Linked DNA regions of Oryctolagus cuniculus: region 1 is linked to region 2. Evidence: chromatin contacts called from public Hi-C data. All regions are on one chromosome and are shown on one strand. The core of a region is the stretch at or near the end of the contact, and the rest is flanking DNA. Distances in the headings are between cores, read along the strand shown. Region 1 overlaps KHK (ketohexokinase). Region 2 has its middle 24 kb from the start of CAD.

Region 1 (3,449 bases), core at 394-2,893, 130 kb before region 2:
CCCAGGGCTCTGTCCCCACCTCCACAGTCATCATCAGCGAGGCCACTGGGAGCCGCACCATCCTCCACGCCTACAGGTTTGTACACCTGTCTGCACCTTGCCAGCTGCCGCCACCGCCGCCGCCACCGCCGCCGTCACCAAACCCCACAGCAGGACCTTCTCCCAGAGGACCATGTGCAGCCACACCCCCTTCCCACTGGCCTGGGAGGCCCTGGGCCCGTGCAGGCTCTAACCTGTGTCTCCTTGCCCTCTCCCTGGCTCGGGCTCCTCCCCAAGCTTCCTGGTGGCCGACTTCAGGCGGCGGGGCGTGGACGTGTCTCAGGTGGCCTGGCAGGACAGGGGAGAGACCCCCTGCTCCTGCTGCATCGTCAACAGCACCAATGGTTCCCGTACCATTGTGCTCTACGACACGTAAGGCCCCCGGCCTCGCCCTCCACCACCCACCAATCAGCCCTCTTCCTCATCGCCACCATGGGCATCCCAGCTGGCCCTCTGTGGCTTCTCTGTACCAGAAATTGCCCCCACGCCAAACTGTGCCGTGATTGCTGAATTGTCTTCAATGAGGGGAGAAGTAGGGTGGAAAGGGACGGGTTCTATTCTGCCTGGTAACCAGGCCTGCACCAAATGTAATTAATGATGTGATTGCTCCATAATTAGTCAATCAGCGGCTTGGGTGTGGGTGCGGGGAAAGTGCTCCCAGGAGAGGGGAGTGGGTGATGCAGTTCAACCCATCTTAAGCCCAGAAGGGCTAAGGGGCCCACGGGACCGTGCAGGGTCAGCCCTGGGATTGCCAGCCTGCGGCATGCACCAAGGAGCTGCGGTATATTCCAGCCGGCTGAGAGCTCTGAGGGTTCTAGCACAAAGGAGTGGGACCAGACAGCCACACACCATTCAGTCATGCCTGAAGCGCAGGGAGCAGGGACACTGGGCGGCAGATCAGGCTCATCTGATGGGGTGCCAACCCGTGTGGGGGGGGTGACTCCCTCCTGAAGAATCTGAGGTTCAGGGACCAGGAATCTGTGAGGGCCCAAGCCCAGCGCCCCAGGGTTCAGGCTCCCTGCCTGCTCACCCTGACCGAGGGACATGGGAGAGGGGCAGGCAGCCCAGGATCAGCTGCAGGGTCCCTGGGCTCTGTATGTCCCAGCGAATGAGTGAGCGCCCCGCCGCGCCAGAGGTGACCTTCAGACTGGGCAATCCCAGTGAACTGCTCATTGGGCAATAATCTGTAGCTCCTTGGCTCCAGGACGCACCTGGGATTCACGGGGAGGGGCTCTGGGGAGAGAGGTGTATTGCCGGCTGGCCTCAGTCCAGGCGCATGCACAGATGCTCCGTCCAGCTGCAGCTGGGCTGAGAGGCAGAAGGTCCCCGGGCACACAGCTAGTGAAGTGGACAAAGGATTGGGCCACGGGCCATGGAGGGGGTGGGGTGGAGGCAGACCCCTTCTGAGTCTCCATGCCTAAGCTGGCCAAACATAACTCTTTGCCGCCGCCAACCCTGACCTCAGAGATGTCACGGGGGCTCTGGACGCATGGCGGGTGCTCCCAATACAGAAACGGGCATGATAGACCAAGCTTCCCTGCAGGATCCCCCAAGGGCTTTGGCGTCTGCTGGGGCACTGCCTCCTGGGAGTTGTGTGCACTGGCAAGGGGAATTCTGGGAACTGTAGTTCCCAGTGCTCTTAGAGCATTCTGGGAGACTGGTCTTCGAGGCACACAGAGCTGGCCCCTTGTGTCCGGTGTTGCTGTTGAGTTTACCCTTAGATAATACCAGTCTCAACCTCAAGACGGGGCACCCCGGGAGGCTGGGGCAGGGCCCATCCTGGAGCTGAATTTGACGCTCCTGAGCTGTAGATCCAGCCTCCTGCCATGTGCCTGCAGTGCCGGGCACAGTCCCCAGCTGCCCGTGACAGCCCGGCCCCGGCTGACCTCACTAGGCCCTTCTCTGTCCTTTCCATCCTGTGACCTAGGAACCTGCCAGATGTGTCTGCTAAGGACTTTGAGAAGGTTGATCTGAACCGGTTCAAGTGGATCCACATTGAGGCAAGCCCCGCCCCAGCCTGCTTTTTGAGGGACTCAACTGGCTAGCCCCGCCCACGTGTTCTGCCCCCTCCTTGGTGTCTTTGAACCATGGAACACCTAGAAGTAGATGCGTCCAACTCCGAGGCCCCTCTCCACGCTTCCTTCCATTTTCAGATGGGGAAACTCAGGCCCGGAAACACACACAGGAGGGGGGCTGGCTCCGGGCACAGTCCAGCAGGTCCTCTGGCAGGAGGCCGGCTCCGTATCCCCCAACCCATTGCATCCAGGAAGCGGGAACAAGAGCTCCCAAATGCAGGGAACTAGACCTTTGCCTCCAAGATGGACGTTTTAGAGGGAACCTTGAGAAGTCCTGAGTTCTAATCCCAGCCCTGTCATTGAACTCACTGTAGGGCCTTCAGAGCTTTACTCATTATTTTCTCATCTGTGACATGGGAGAGCCATTTGATGAAGTCTGCAAGGTCCATGACAGCTCCAGAATTTTCTAACTTAGGAAGGGGTTGCAGTCCCTGTCCCCTATTCCCCGCCCCCCACCCGCCCAGAGTCCCAGCAGGGAGCAGGAATGAGCCAGATCAGCTGGACAGTGCCCTCCGGCCCTAAGTTGCCCCTCCCGGCCCCAGGGACGGAACGCATCGGAGCAGGTGAAGATGCTGCAGAGGATAGAACAGCACAACGCCAGGCAGCCTGCAGAGCAGAGGATCCGGGTGTCCGTGGAGATAGAGAAGCCCCGGGAGGAGCTGTTCCAGCTGTTTGGCTATGGAGAGGTGGTGAGTGCGCACGGAGTCGGCGTGCTGCTTCCAGCGTCCCGCGTCCTTCCAGCATCCCCTGGCCCACCCCACCCCCTCCCCTGTGCTGGCACCGCAGCCTCTGGCTTGGTGGTATCGGAGGGCCGCAGACCTCCAGCTCTGAGTTCAGCAGTGGCCAGGGAGCAGACTTTCTCCACTCCCGGAGAGCGGGGGCGTTAGGGTGCCCAGGGGTCTTGGACGTGGCCAGAAGTATCTCCTCTCTGGACCTCCTCGTTCTTTCCCTCTAGGCAATGAGGGGCGGAGTAGGAACATGGAGAGGTACATCTGGGCAGAGCTGGGAATGTGGCATGTGGTCCTTTGTCCCCAACCTTGCCACGCAGAGGAATCTCCGGACGCCCGAGGCGCCGCCTCCCGGTTTTCCGTTGCCTGCCGGGGGCGAGACCCCCGTCGTGCAGCTGGTGTGGAGGGAGCCCTGGAGTCTTCCGTTGTCCCGGCGGCTGGGAAAGCGGACGCGCAGCCGTGGGGCCGCGGAGACCGGCAACTGCACGCCGAGGCCGGCACACGACCCGCCCCCAGAGGGCGCTCCCGGCTCTCCGCGCTTCCGGGCCTCTGGTCTCAGAACAGACTAGCGCTCTCCCGCAGTGTAGACAACGGCTGTGCGCGACAG
Region 2 (3,572 bases), core at 520-3,019:
GCCAAGGCAGCTGGGACACTTGCATCCCGTAGCAGAGTTTCAAGGATGCAGCGCCGCTTCTGCTTCCGGTCCAGCTTCCTGCTGAGTGCCTGGAAGGCAGTGGATGATGGCCCAAGTGCTCGGACTCCTGCCACCTGCTTAAAAGACCCCAGTGGAGTGCTGGCTTCGGGCTGACCCAGCCGTGCTTGTCTTGGGCATTTGGGGAGTGAACCAGCAGATGGAAGATTCTCTCTCTCTCTCTCTTTGTCCCTCTGCCTTTTAAGTAAACTTTTTAAAAGCACCTCACCCTGGAGTCCTCCAGCCGCCGTCGCCGTGGAGCCCTCCTGCCACCATGCCCAGGGGCCTCTGCTGGCTGGGACTAAGGAGCACTTCGGCTCGGACCCTGGGGAGGAGCGTGTGCAGAGCAGCGCCTGTGGCTGTGGGGAGGACTCCAGCAAGCAGCTCTTCATTCCCTCATCTTCAGTAGCACAGAAAGATCTGTCTTGTTCCAGCAAACTGGAACTTAGCTCCTGCTGGGTACCAAGCACCCTGTGCAGTGGGAGTTTAAGAACAAGCAAGGTGATTCTCGCCCTCAATTCATAGCCTCAAGTCAAAGGCATCCGGTGGGGGCCAGTGCTGTGGCGCAGCAGGTAAAGCCGCTGCCTGCAGTGATAACGTCCTATGTGGGTGCCGGTTCCAGTCCCAGCTGCTCCACTTCTGATGCAGCTCTCTGCTGTGGCCTGGGAAAGCAGATGGCCCAAGTGCTTGGGCCCCTGCACCTGCAAGGGAGACCTGGAAGAAGCTCTTGGTTCCTGGTTTTGGATTAGCCCAGCTCCAGCTGTTGTGGCCATTTGGGGAGTGAACCAGTGGATGGAAGATCTCTCTGCCTCTGCCTCTTTGTGACTCTTTCAAATAAATAAACCTTTAAAAAAAAAAAAAAAAGGCATCCAGTGACACCTACAGATTAAACTGCTTCCCAGTGGTCCGCGCTACTCCAGCACCGTTCAGCAAGAACTGGCTTTTCCCAAGGACTGTTCCCATGGTAGAGATGGAGAAGGAGAAGGACCACTCCTGACAGCCTGGTCTGCCAAGGAGCTCTGTGCACACTCTGATTCCAAGGCACCCCAACCCTGCAGCCGTCTGATAGAGGAGACGCTCGGAGAAGCCAGTGGGTGGCTGGCGAGACATGCACGGCACAGCTTGGCTTCAATCCACCCTTCTATTAAAAATGGAAAGGGAATGGTCATTTCTGGCTTTAGAGCATCAGGAACCAGCTAAGCAGCAGAAGCTAAGTGTACAGTCCCCTGTGGGGAAGCGGTCCGCCCAGGAGGCAGTGCAGGATGAGCTTGGCAGGTGCACGGCACAGCTGAACCTGAGGACGGGATCACAAGTGTGGGTCAGGAGACACTGGCCCGGCAGGGGCTCCCACGTGCTTTTGTTGGGATTGGGAGTCGGACCCCCCCTGGGTCTGGATGTGGACTTCAGTGTTCATTTATAGCCACAGGTGGGAGCTGGGCAGGAGGCCAAGTCTGCCAGAGCTGTGATCTCTCCAGTCCCACTGTGCGCCCCTTGCAGTCTGCAAACCCCGATCCTGGCTGGTTCTGTCTCCAGTACTGGAGGGCCTTTATGAGTTGGGAAATCGTCGCTTAGAGAACACTTCTTTCCAGAGCTGCAGAGTCTCTGCTGCAGCTCCGTGAACGTGTCAGGGATTATTTTCCCCAGTGCGTACTCGGGAGTCTGTCACAGGACTCAGCCCCGTCCTCCAGCGTGAGCCATGTTTGCTGCCAGCAGCTAAGCGTTCTCGCTTGTGAAGTGGTGGGAGGTGTTCCTGCCCTGATCCTGTCTTTGGCGCTCCTAATCATAACACAGCGCCAAGTTGAATCAACTTTCCCCTACAACCAGAAGTTTGGTAATTACATTGGGAAATAGAATGAAGTGGGGCGGACATCTGACTCAGCAGTTAGTCACTGCCTGGGATGCCCACATCCCCTGTCAGGGCACTCAGGCTTGAGTCCTGGCTCCGCTGCCAGTTCTAGCTTCCTGCACAGCCTGGGAGGCAGCAGGGGATGGTGCAAGTACTTGGCTTTGCCATGCGCAGGCGAAACTGGATTGAGTTCAGCTTGGCACTGCCCCAGCTTTTGTGGGCACTGGGGGAGTGAACCAGCGCATAGATCTGGCCCCCTCTGCTTTGCAATTTTTTTTTTTTTTTAATTTGAAGATAAATAAAAGCTGTCTGCAAAGACAAAAATAGCCCTTTTGGGGCAGGCATTGTGGCATAATAGGTAAAGCTGCCGCCTGCGACTCCAGCATCTCTTAAGGGCAACAACTCAAGTCCCAGCTGCTCCACTTCCAATCCTGCTTCCTGCTAATGTGCCTGGAAAAAGCAGCAAAGATGGCCCAAGTGCTTGGGCCCCTGTACCCACGTGGGAGACTCAGAAGAAGCTCCTGGCCCCAGCCATTTCTGGAGTGAACCAGCAGATGGATGCTCCTTTTCTCTCTCTAACTCTTTCAAATAAATAAATAATATAAAAACAAAAACAATCCTTTTAGTAAAACAAGATACCAGTGTCAGCTTGCATCACATCCACCGAGGAATAGCTTCTTGTGTTCTATGTGATTGTCATTAACTATAAACAATCTCCTGATCTCCTTCCCTCCTGATAGGCAAGATTTGATCTATTTCTTTAAGAAAAAAAGAAAGCGGCTCTAAGCATGTGCCAAGCACTGTTCTAAGCACGTTACAAGTAGTAGCATTCTTTGACATTTATTTTTAGATGGCCCTTTCCTTTAATTCCACTCCCCTACTCGCACACTTCCAAGAGGGAGGTCACGTGATGGTGCTTAGCATTGCTGCAAAGTTGTTTCACCCCAGCCCTTCGCCATCCAGTGCAGGAGGACATTCCCTTGCACTAGGCAGCCCCTTGGAGCCTCTGCACCTGCATCCTGCTCCTGCGACCGCTAACCGGCTGCAGCCAGCTCAGTAAACAGCTGGCGACCAAAGCATCCGCGTACAGGTAACTGAAGCTTTTTTGTGTTTGTTCATTCACCAAGGGAACGGAAGTGAGGGCAGGTCGGTGCACCTCAGGGCTTGCAGTTGGAAGGGCAGGGTTAGGTTCCCCGCGTTGACAGGTGCCTGTGATGCTGTGTCAATCTAGACAGTGGAGCGGTGTGAGTCGGGAAGGCTACAGCAAAGCAGGAGGCATTGCGCCACCTGGGGGGGCTGACTGGAATCGCACCGGAATGCAGGAACCGGGTGATGACAAGATTCCAAGGCCAGGAGAGTGGAAATTGAGTTCATGGTGTGGGGCCTTGAGATTGGGAGGATGGAGGCTGATGACGGTGGGCCAGAGGGCCGATCTGGGGTGGGGGCAATGGATTCATTGTCCCGTGATTCCTACCGGGTGCTGTGGCCACCTTTACGGAGGTGTCACGGAGCTAGGGGACTGCAACTGGATAAAAGCTGCCCCTCCGTCACCACCGCATCGCAAGCCCTGGAGCAGTGTTGAGCGCATAGCAGGTGCTCAGCAAACACTGGTTAGCTCAAATCAATGGGAAAGTAATTGGAGCTTTTAAAATCTTTGTGTCTTAATTAG

The links. A called contact is a pair of places that touch in the nucleus more often than the background predicts.
Region 1: a contact with region 2 is called in a Hi-C map of an unstated tissue, with 4 times the contacts expected there. The contact joins two enhancer-like sites. A contact is called at or near these places in 3 of 6 Hi-C or Micro-C datasets (ear pinna, psoas muscle and an unstated tissue).

Annotation. Positions count from the first base shown.
Region 1 is chr2:175,865,160-175,868,608 of mOryCun1.1, reverse strand. It overlaps KHK (ketohexokinase), which reads left to right. Exons shown (of 8, transcript XM_070069336.1): 3 at 1-76; 4 at 1,967-2,039; 5 at 2,657-2,803. Among named protein-coding and RNA genes, the nearest start is that of KHK, 7.9 kb to the left of the region's middle. Within about 2 kb of position 1,643, at least 1 of the 8 cell types and tissues checked has an H3K27ac peak or open chromatin away from gene starts, as enhancers often do.
Region 2 is chr2:175,730,263-175,733,834 of mOryCun1.1, reverse strand. No RefSeq gene overlaps it. Among named protein-coding and RNA genes, the nearest start is that of CAD, 24 kb to the left of the region's middle. Within about 2 kb of position 1,769, at least 1 of the 8 cell types and tissues checked has an H3K27ac peak or open chromatin away from gene starts, as enhancers often do.